Regions from separate parts of the Anas platyrhynchos genome. Here region 1 is linked to region 2. A link is a contact called in public Hi-C data. All regions are on one chromosome and are shown on one strand. The core of a region is the stretch at or near the end of the contact, and the rest is flanking DNA. Distances in the headings are between cores, read along the strand shown.

Region 1 (5,488 bases), core at 1,751-4,250, 190 kb after region 2:
GCCTACAGCTTAACTGGGAGAGCCAATCAGCCAGTCTTTGTATTTGACTAAGATTTCCATCATTGAAGTATAACTTCTATACCCCTAAATGCTTCTTACAATCTTAAAAGGTATTAGCACTGAAAGTAAAATAAATTTAAGTGCATGGAGTGTGTTCAGTCTTAATGACCTGTTGATAAGAAAGCATCAAAGCATTCTAGGCTTACTGTTGGTAAGCTTTCAAAGCTCTGTGCATAGAGCAAGAGTAACTGCAGCTAAAGTCTATGAAAGGCCAAAATTAAGCAAAGAAAGTTAAATGTGTCAACGTGCACAGGTAGTGCTTAAAGGAAGCACAATCTCCCTTGAAATCTTCAAAGCTGGATCAACCTGTTAACAACAGTTCTAAATGTGATTATGAAAGCAGCAGCTTCAAAAAAATTGGTAAAAAATGGTTGTTGGTTAAGTGGGATGAAAGTCAATTTTAGAATGCAGCGACAGCACCTCCTGCTACAGCTGACTATAAAAAAATACAGCAAGTACAGAAACAGGAAGAAGCATGAGCACTAATGGCTAGCAAAATCCTACACACAAGTCTCAAGGTGTAGGCATTACACAAAGTTTCACAAAAGTACTGCTACAAATATTCAAAGAAATACCTTCAGCATCTGTACAGGAACTGAAGGAAAGTTACCTGATTTATTTAAGTCAAATATAAGTCAAAGTGGTATCTGATAATTACTGCTAAGATATTTTCCCCCACACAGGTAGACCGTAAGCTGGAGCAGCAGGCATTCTGTTGTGCAGGTGCCCTCTCCCTGTTTCTGAAGGTCACAAATTACTGTGTTATCACATTACTAGACCTTAACATTCAAACTAGAAGTCAAAACCCAAAGATAAGAAATTCTAAATGCACCCCATTAGTCTTCATTGCACCCAGGGTAGACTTGTTCAGGGTAGCACACTTTCCAATCAGATCTCCTACTGCACCTCCACAACTGTGAGATATTTGCCAAATCTGTCAACACCCTTTTCCAACTAGAGGTGTACCACAAGCACATGTTTTAGTGGGAAGATTTGCACCACAGTCGGTCACATCCATACATAGAACTTACATTCATCCAATCCCAGCTGGTAAGCCAAGTTCTGCAGGCCACGAACCTTCTCCATCAGGTTAGCTGTAGTGAGGCTCCCCAACTCTAAAAGGAGAGAAAACCACCTTTTTTAACACTGTCTGTAGACCTCTGGCTTGTTTACAGACCTCTAGTCTGGCAGTTTATACGTTTACTATTTCAGAGCATTCAAATAATACTTCCTACAATTTCAGTTTGAACTGCACAGACTGTGTTCTTTAATCCTTACACCTCATACATGAGAACCAGCAAAAAGTTATAGCCATATAAAAAGCAGTTTGTCCTACTTCCCTCACAGAACAATTCACCTGGAATTCACATGAGAAAGAAGAGCAAGCTCAAGGAAGATTACTACAAATGCCTGTAATACGCAGCAAATCCATATGCTAGCTAGCCTTTCTGCAGCTTTTCATACAGCCTTACAAACAACCATTCCACTGGAGATCTCAGGTACAAGAGTGAAAACACACTCACACAGCATCATTCAACAAGCCACTCAACAAATCTAAGCTACTCACCAAGCTTAATCATTTGGGGTCTACCAAAAAAAAAACAAAAAAACCTTTATGCCTCTTCTCAACAACAGGAGACACCTACTACATAACATAACGTATAATGTTACACAGGTTTAACTATTTCTTACTTGCTTGTTTTGAAAAAAACAGACAGCCTTTGATGTCAGGGTATTTTCCTGGAGATGACAGGAGTAACAAAAAATTCAAGTAATTGACAAGGTAGAGAGACTGCTAATCTAGATCCTTAAACTGGAGATTCTGCAAATACAAAGGCTAGAGATCAGAAGCCACAGGGCTCACTGATAGGAGTTTCTTGCTTTCAGAAGTGAAATAAATTAATGGGATAATGAAAATAAAAATAATAAAAGCACAAGCTGTTAGACATCCAGGACAAAAACTCTGAAAGAAATGTTGAACAGCCCAGAAGGATCCCTACACGTCCGGAAGGGTTCAGAAGCAAGCCCTTTAACCCTTGTTTTTTATAGGCACCGAATTCCCACCTGCTTTGACAGCCCTACTCCCCCCAGCACCCATACTCACCCTTTAACATATCTATATCATCGTTTTCCAGCTCAGCCATCCATTTGGGAGGAGAACTCGTAATGGGCTGGTTTGGAAAAGAAAAGAAGAAGCAGAAAACAGACCGTGCTCAGACCAGGGCATCTTTGGGAACATACAAGGAAGTTTAACCTAGAAGTTAAGGCCAGTTTAACTGACAGGAAAGATGAGGGTTCCAGGAGCTCTGTGGGGATAGTTTAACGCTTAACCTTGTTTTCTACCTTCCCCTGGACGTTTTAGGGGTTAAAGCAGGGCAGTGACACCCACAAACCAATGAGAGGACCCAGAGGAGGCTTCCCTAAGGCTTAAAGCCCTTCCTTCCCCCCCAGGCTGCAGAGGGGAGGCTCGGCCAGGAGGCGGGCAGCAGCAGAGGAGACCCAGAGCGGGTGGCTTACACTTTTGAAGGAGGCGGCGAACTCGGCGACTCCCGGCACTGCAAGACAGAGAGCGGCCGTGAGCGGGGCGGGCAGGGCTCCCCCCACACACACCCCAAACCCTCCACAGCCCCCCAAAACTCACGCTGCTCGGGCCACAGGTCCGGGGAAGCCCGGTCCAGCTTCTCAAAGCTCAGCAGCGAGGCCTCCAGGTCGGCGCCTGCAAGAGACGGCGGTGAGGGGGGAAGCGGTGAAGGGGGGGGAAGCGCTGAGGGGGAGCCCGCGCCCGCCGCCCCCCGCCTCACCGTCCGCGGCAGCCGCCATCTTGCCGCGTCACGTGAGCACAGCCGAGGGGGGGAGTGTGGAGGGGAGGGGGATAAAAATCCCGCCTTCGCCCCCGCAGCCAATCAGCGGCCCGGAGCGGGGGGCGGTGGAGGAGGAGGGGCGGGGAGAGGGCGTGGCCTCAGCCCGGCGGGCCAATGGGAGAGCAGGGGGCGGGGCTAGGGGGCGCCGCGGAGGGGTGGGGGGGTGTGGGGGGGGCAGGGACCCTCGGCCGGCATGGCGGCGGCGGCGGCGGCGGCAGCGCGGGGGGCTTGGGGCGGGCGGCGGCGCTTGGCGCTGGGGGTGAGGCGGCGGGGCCGGGACCGCGGGGGCGGCTCCGGGAGCCTGAGGGGGTTTTGGGTCGGCGGGGAGGGAGCTGGGGAGGGGGTGCGGAGCTCGCCCTGACCGCGCCGTGTCTGTGTGTTGGCAGCTGCCGCGGAGAGCCGGGGCGCCATGGGTCGCCTCAGCCGCCGCCTCCTCCTCGTCCGCTGTGGTGAGTGCCCGGGGGGGTGTGGGGGGGTGGGGGCGTGGGGGGGCTCCTCCCCCTTTCAAATAATCCAAAATTGCGCTGTGAGGAGGCGTCGAGCTCGGGGCCTCGCCTGGCAGCCAGGTGCTGGCGTGCCCGAGCTCCCCTCCGGGGGCTGCGCAGGGTCTGTGCCTTGCTAAGCGCAGCCCTGCCCGTAACCACCTGCAGTGGGATTTGCTTTCCACCCGCTGCCCTGCTCCTACCTCCCTGCTTATCCCTTACCAGCCTCGCGACAGCTCGCACCTCAGTCCCGCTTTGTCAGCTTCTTGCAGCCCTTTCTGTCCTTCTTCTTCCCACTCATCCCCTTTCGCTGCCAGCACCTGTCCAAGCCAGCCCCATTTATCTTCCGAATTCTCCCCCTGATCTCCCTTCATTACACCACGAATGGCATCCCAACCCTCTTATTCCCCCTCCCTTATCCCAAACCTTCCTTTTCCTCTCCCCTGCACGTGAGTTGGGAAGTGGTGTCCTCCCTCCGTGCTGCCTGCCAGGACGATCCGATCGCTGTGAACTCAGCACCCACAGGTTCCTCACCCACAGCTGCAGAACCACAGGGGGGCAGGGAAAGGCCAGCTTAGTGCCTGCAGCTATGAGGTTGAAAGATGAACCCGCTTAGTGGTTTGATGGGAAAGGAACGTAGTACAGTTTGTACCGGGTGGGTGGAATCCTCACAAAGTGAATTATTAACTGTTTTTTTTTCTAAACATTTATGAATTGCGGGTTTTTGATTTTCTTAGTAACATAGTGTTTAAATAGATTGAAACAGCTCTGAACATAAGTAGCAATGTACTTTTTCTGTACCAGATTTTGAAAGAACTTTAGCCATTTTGCTTGAAAGTGGGGGAAAAATGAGGCTTAGTGGTAAATGAAGACCTACATGTAATGAGGCACATTGGCACGTGGGCACCTTGAGACAAAGATCACTCACTGGCCTGCGTTTTGTCCTCCACAGCCAACAACCAAACTGTTCATCGATGGCAAGTTTGTTGAATCCAAAACTACAGAATGGATCGATATCCACAACCCAGTGAGTGAAGCAGCCGCTGCTTATATACTAACGGTCGCTGTGCAGCAAGGGTCTGTGCTTCCATTGAATCGTCTGGCGAAAGGGGAAAGTATATGTCTGTCTTGAGAAAGCTTAGTCGTGGAGCTTAAGATGGATTTAGCACCGTGTAATTGCTTCTCAGTTTCCTCTTCGCATGAAATGTCAGTCTTAGGAAAGTGATGACCTTCTTTATCTCCCCTGTGTAGTAAAAGCCTGATCTCTGAAGAGGAAGCTTAAACCCTGCTTACTGTATTTTGCTCATGGAAAGGCTCTGTGATTAGTATGTCAGAACTTCAGGCGGCTTCCTTTCACCCCGTATGTGTGCAACCTGATACGATTTGATGCCAGCTGCATGTAAAGTCCTGATAGAGATCAATTTCACTCTCGGTCCTAGGTAAAAATCTTGGCAGCTGAAGCTTCTCTCCTTTGAGAAAATTTCCATCTCTGTGCCGTGATATTCACTGTGGATTTAGAGGCTGGATGCTGTGCAGTGCAAAATGAGCTTAGATGAGTAGCACTTGCACTTGCCTGAGTCCTGCACCAAAGGGCCCAGAATTCTGACCCTTGCAGTAAGCATTTGGACAGCAGTTTTTAAAACTTCTCTGTAAAGACCTATTTTGATGTGCTTTGTGGAAGTGTTATGGGCTGCAAGCTGTGTTCCTGAAGCTCATTCGGTCACTCTGGGGCAACCAGTGTTCTTTTTTTCCTAAGTAGCTTCTCTCTTAGTGACCTACCTGATGGTTTTGTTATGTCAAAGCAGACTTAATTTTTAAGTGTGCGTGAGAAGGAGGTCAAACCAACAAAGACAAGCCTTAAAAGCTAAAATACTATAGCACTAAGGTTACTCATAAAGATCTTTTTTTCAGCCTAGTGACCTAGGTAAACTAAGATCAGTGTCAATTGCACAATCACATGCTGCTCTTTGCAAAGCAACCTTGCTTTGTTTAATGCACAAGAGCAAATGAGCCAAGACGATAGAGAAGGAAAAGACTGTAGGCCACAGAAACCTTTCTAAAAGCTGAAAAATATATCAGACAAGT
Region 2 (5,612 bases), core at 533-3,032:
AACTTCTTTGTGAGGACAGACAGCTCCACTGCAAACAACTGAAGTGCCTCCACAGAGAACCCGGAGGACAATGCCCTAACGCTCAGTCTCTCCTGGTGACAGCAGCAGACACTGCTCCCCCTTGAGCTGCTGTGAGAACACACCAGAGGGCTCTTAGAGGAGTGAGGGCTCTCTGCCCACAGCTGAGCTTGCAGGAACACAGTACTAGCTGCTCAGAGGCTGCAGAGCCCTGAAGGAAGCAGTAAGAAATACTTATATAAAAGAATTTGGCCTGTGTTGTCTTCTTTCTGTTTCTCCCCTCCCCAAGCCCTACTAAGAGCAGGGCTCCTCAGCTGGTGATCTGCACTGGTATCTTCCAGCAGAACAACATCTGGTCCTGGTCATCCACCAGCTCCCACTTCACAATCAGTTTAATCTGAAAGAGAGAAGAGGGAAGTGAGAGCATTTAGGAGACAGCAAAACAAGGACAGAGGGCAGTTTCAATCATCTGTTGAGCAAGGAAGTCCCAATAGCTCTGTGGAAAGAGGACAGAGCTGGGGCACTGCCCTGGCCACGTTAAGTAGGCCACACACGGTGACTCCTGCAGTATGTTACACGGAAGGAGGGTTCTGTTGTGTGACACAAGAGCCTTCCACACGCTGCACTGAGAACCTCACTCTCCGAATAAGCAGAGTGGAAACAACCTGCGGCATCCCAACCGAACTGCATCCTGCAGCTGAACACCCCAAATCTGAGAGCAGCAGGCTCTGCGGGGAGGCTACGTATGAAACCAGCACTCAAGAGACAGATATTGAGGCAGCTGAAACCACTTCTGAGCAGCTGGAGCTAGGCCGCTTCCTCCACTGGATCTATCCCAAAACAGGAACTAGAAACAGAAGCTTGCTCATAGCAGAAGTGACACTAGGTGGCCCGAACTCTTCTAACCTGCTCCCTACTACCGGAGGACAAGAAATCACTCCTTAGAGGTGGGTTGTGGGACTGCCCCAGGACAAAGGTAGCTCTGAGGAGCAGACTGGGTTCCTGCTCACTTACACTAGGGTACTCGCTCTTCACGGGGAGCTTATTCAGGTAGCTGTAGGAGTGCCCCTTCTGAATGGGGCACTGGATCCCAGACTTGCACCCGTCGGGCTCAGGGATGGGAAAGGGTATGTCCACGTGCAGCATCTCGCCGTACACCTTTGCTTTGCTGCCCTGGCTCTCGATCTCTGCGGGACACGGAAAAGTGTGAGTGCGGCACCAGAGCAGGGAAACACGTTTCTGTGTTACGGCCTTGTGTGGAGGCCACAGAGAACACGCTGAGCAGTGCTCTTGCTCCTCAGCAGCTTCTCCCCCCCCAGAGCCCCTCTCCAGCCACCCCGGTGACCCCGCAGGGCAGCAGAGAGGCCCCCACCCGGTACTTACTGCTGGAGAAGGTGACGTTGATGCTGTAGGACGTGCCCTTGACGAGCTGGCAGGGCTGCGTGGGGCAGGGGCTCACATTCACCTCCTGGATGCTGCCGTCTTTGGAACCTGCGAGGAGCAGAGGCAGGGTCACGGGCTGGGGCTGCACCCGCTCCCTAGGGGCTGGGGGCCGGGCCCCTCCACCCCCGGGGCTCCCGGGGCCGGGGCTCACCGCAATCCACGAAGCGCAGGGGCTCGGCCAGGGCGGTGGCGAGGAGAGGCAGCAGCAGGGCGAGAGGCGGCGGCACCATGGCGGCAGGACCGGGACCCACAGCGGGACCGGGACCGGGACGGGGCCGGGCAGCGGCGGCCGCGTCACATGAGCGCGGCGGGGCCGGCCCGGCCCGCCCCTGGGCCCGCCCCGGAGCACGGGGGCGGGTTGATAAAAAAAAAGAAGTCTGGGTTTATAGCAGGACGGACAAGGCCTTGTATACGAAAGAAGTAGCGCCTGCCCTGTGCTTTTAGCACGCACCGTGTGTAAACACCACGCTGGTTTTAGCACCAAAGCTCAGATGCTGCAGGGCGAAGCGTTCAGCGCAAGCCTCACACAACTCGCCCGTGTCCCTTTCTGATCCATGACGGCGCCCACCACTTCAAAATACTTCAGCAAGGCTCGCCTCAGCTGTAGGCCGGCCTCGTTCTGCGGCACAGCTTCCCCCCAGGTTACCGCCGTCACGCGGAGCTTGTGGTGAGGCACAGAAACTCTGGGAGAAAAAGAAAGTTAACAGGAAAGTCTTCACAGCAAGGCTGACACTCGAGGTCTTCACTCATGAAGTCCAAGCAACTCCATTACACGGGGAAAAAGTCTAAGGTTCCACTTTATGAGCCAGCTACACCCAACGAACGTAAATCCCTGTAACAGCGCTGCACTTGTAGCCCAGTAAACAGATACACCTGCAGGCACTGTAGCAGCAGCAAACACAGAAGTTGTATTTTCGAGAAAATACACATACAGGGACTAATCATTTTCTACCGCTCCTATAGCCAGAACACGCTCCTTTTGCTGTAGATCATCAAAATTCACACTAAAATGTGTCACAAGCCACTCTTGCATTCAACAGCCATGTCAGAGGTTTTAGCATCATCTGTTTCTGAATCACTGAAACAAGCTCAGTTTTCCACTGAAACAAGTACAAGATGCCTTGAACATACACGTTGCAGAGGAGACGAGAGTAGAATAGCTGTAGAATTCAGCTCACTGGCAGACCTCTTCAATACAGGGTGCTTAAAGAGAGCTAAAGGAGTTCCCCAAACCTAGGGGACGCAGACCTGAATAAGGAGAGGAAAACAAAGTATGATCAAACCTAAGAACAGATTACATCAAGCTATCAGCAACCACAAAACCAACAAAGTCACAGCCTAGGAAGGAATAAAATGTAGGCTGTAACTCTGGATGAGACAAAAACACCCCCTTGCCGCATAGCTGGCAGAAAGAAAAAGTAATTACTGATAATAAAAAGGTGCAAAGAAATAGCTCTTCTCCTTAGTTACACAGACCTCTACCAGCCACTCAGAACGTTTGATCCCAGCACCTGAATCACTCATCAAAGTCATGGATTATTAATTAGACTAAATTAACTCTGACTGAGGCTAGCTCATCTCTCCCTCATTTTCTCAGGCTACAATAATGGTCTGACCAACATCCAGAAATGCCTTGAAGATACATGTCAGATTTCTGACACTCAACGCTGGCAAAACTGAAGGCAGCTAGAAAGAAGCTATATCAAATCCCCCAAAGGTGTTTGCAGGCACAGCATGGGGCCATGAAACACCCGTGATAGTCCAGTACACCCTGCAGAAGAAAAGCCAGTACAGTGTGGGAAGCAGGCACCATCCTCCCCCTTTTCTCCCAAGAGTTCTTGATTCACTCCTCCACAGGTCATCTGCTTTTGGGACAGCACATTGATAATAACTCAGGAAACACCCCCAATGTTTTTAAAAGCATCAAGTGTTCCACTGTGCCTGATCTGAGGATTCATCAACTCTTTGCAGATAACTGGATTGATACCAGCTCCTCTGGGCCCCTGCCTGTGATGCTTTCATGGTTTTATGAGAGCATCATTAACCTCAGACTGAGAAAAAGTAAACAGTCCAAACCAGTCTTTATTTACATGTTCAGGGTGGTATAAATAAGCAAAAGCACGTGGTTACTTGAAAGCACGGGCCCCTCTCAGCCTGGCAGACACATTCACCACTAAACTGTGGGAGTGAGGCTTTTAGGATTTATATACATGAGACTTAACTACATGTTTACTACTGCAGTCACTTTACCACGCACTTGATTTCTATGCATGTGCCAAAGAAAATAATTCTACTTCCAGGAGACTGCAAGTCTCTGCGTGGAACTGCCAACTCCACGCTTAATGGACAATAACTTTGTCAAGCAGATCTCATTTTGGATTTAAGCACTTCCTTTGCCACTGTTGGGCTGCGGGGAGGTCAGGCTGTTCTAGACGTTGCCTTTTTCCGAGCGAGATGTGTGAGAGAGCTAACAGTCACCAAGTCCCGAGGTGCACTGACTTGAAGGGATCCTGCTGGGATGACTGGTTTTCCTCTCATGCCACTGCATGACTCCCCACAAACACCACCAGGGTGGGGGAACGAGATTGCGGGCTGGAATTCCTCCAGCAGAAGCATGTGAGGAAGAACGAGATAAGACTCCTTTAACCACGAGCACATCTCTGAGGAACAGGCCAGACTACTGTCACATGTCAGATGGTTGGGCTTGAGAGAAAAATTAAGTAGGGCTGCTCAGCTTAGGGCTGCCAGGCAAGTTCAGGACTTAGTCAGGTGAGACAAGATGATTTGCAATGTTCTTGGTAGAAGTATTTTAAGAGGAAAAGTATCTTTAACAAAATTCATGTAGCCTCTTATTAAGCCTGAGTTCCTTGCTCTGACTGCGAAGAGTTAATTGAAGAGCCATTAAACACCTACACAAGTTAAAATAAGAGGCAGCAGATATGAGCAGAGGGGGCCTGGGAGATGAGAAGTGCTGGTACTAATGCAGGCTCCGTGCTCCAAGGAGGAGGTGAAACCATGGAGATTGCATCTGGGAACAGTGCCTTCGACACCAAAGCCGAGATGAACGCTCGGATGTGCACAATCCTGCTGGATCCTGCTCTCACAGGAGAGCCGTGAGGAGCAGGAGGGGACGAGGTGGAACTGCAGAGGCACGCAGAAAGCTGAGCATGCAGATCTCTGTGTTTGCCCTGCCAGTCATAAATGCTGATCCAAAGGAAAACAGACCTCTACAGGGACTGCTGAGCTTACTTAGATATTCTCACCTGATAAAGGAAAGCAAAACAGAAAAGGCAATATCAGGAAAAATCCTAAAAAATCCTTGAGCCCAGGCCCTGAGTTTATTCTTGTGTTTGCGTAATTTCCCCTACAATGGCATCTCGATCCCTATCAGGGTCTCCGGGTACTACTCAGCGTAAATAACCCTCACAGCTAATCCCACCGCAAACACGCTGTGTGGAGAAGCGCTGCGTTATTTGCCAACTTATTTTTCTTTGGCGAGCTCTGCCGCTTTCGAAAGCAAAACGCCTTCACTTCAAGGACGGGCACAAGAGGCTCAGCCTCTTCCCAACCCCGAGACCGTGCTGACACAGCCACATCAAAACGTCCCCTACAGGGGAGTTCCCCGTCGCCTGCGGCAGGACAGCCGTGGCGAAGGGCAACCGGGGGCTGACAGGGAGGGGCAGTGCGCCCCTCACGGCCGCCATTTCCCCCGCCCCCCCCTTTCCGCCCCGCTGGGCGCCATGGCGGCCCGGCGGCGGAAATGGCGGGCGGGGCGCGGGGCGGGCGGGAGGAGGAGGAGGCAAGATGGCGGCGCCGGGGGCGCTGAGGCGCTGCTGGAGGCTGGCGCTGGGCTGCCGGGCCAGGTACCGGCCCCGCGGTGGTGGTGGTGGGGTGTAGGGCTCGGAGCGGCGCCGCCCGGTGCTGGAAGCCGGTGCTGAGGCTCTCCCCTTTTCTCCCCGAGGCAGCTGGCGTCCCGCACCGCCGCTCCGAGGACGGGCGCTGCGCTGGGCATCGTCCTCCTCGCAGCCGGGCCCGACGGAGGGCGAGGGGCAGGTGTACCTCAGCCAGAGCTGCGTGAAGGTAGGGCCTCGGCAGGGCTTGCCAAAGCGCCCCGCCTGCTCTAGGCACGGTTGGAGTGCTCGTCTGTGTGT

Evidence for each region. Hi-C and Micro-C count contacts between places; a contact is called where the count stands out from the background.
Region 1: a Hi-C map of skeletal muscle shows a contact between it and region 2, with 3 times the contacts expected there. The contact joins the promoter of LIN52 here to the promoter of NPC2 in region 2. A contact is called at or near these places in 3 of 8 Hi-C or Micro-C datasets (liver, skeletal muscle and subcutaneous adipose tissue).

Annotation. Positions count from the first base shown.
Region 1 is chr5:24,585,010-24,590,497 of IASCAAS_PekinDuck_T2T, forward strand. It overlaps LIN52 (lin-52 DREAM MuvB core complex component), which reads right to left and starts at 3,001. Exons shown (of 6, transcript XM_027459621.3): 1 at 2,862-3,001; 2 at 2,702-2,776; 3 at 2,578-2,615; 4 at 2,165-2,231; 5 at 1,092-1,175. The coding sequence starts at 2,880. ALDH6A1 (aldehyde dehydrogenase 6 family member A1) reads left to right here and starts at 3,078. Exons shown (of 12, transcript XM_038179530.2): 1 at 3,078-3,180; 2 at 3,308-3,370; 3 at 4,356-4,430. The coding sequence starts at 3,115.
Region 2 is chr5:24,399,941-24,405,552 of IASCAAS_PekinDuck_T2T, forward strand. It overlaps NPC2 (NPC intracellular cholesterol transporter 2), which reads right to left and starts at 1,783. Exons shown (of 4, transcript XM_027457745.3): 1 at 1,613-1,783; 2 at 1,402-1,509; 3 at 1,033-1,205; 4 at 1-415. The coding sequence starts at 1,691. The coding sequence ends at 329. It overlaps ISCA2 (iron-sulfur cluster assembly 2), which reads left to right and starts at 5,163. Exons shown (of 4, transcript XM_038179579.2): 1 at 5,163-5,324; 2 at 5,427-5,541. The coding sequence starts at 5,266.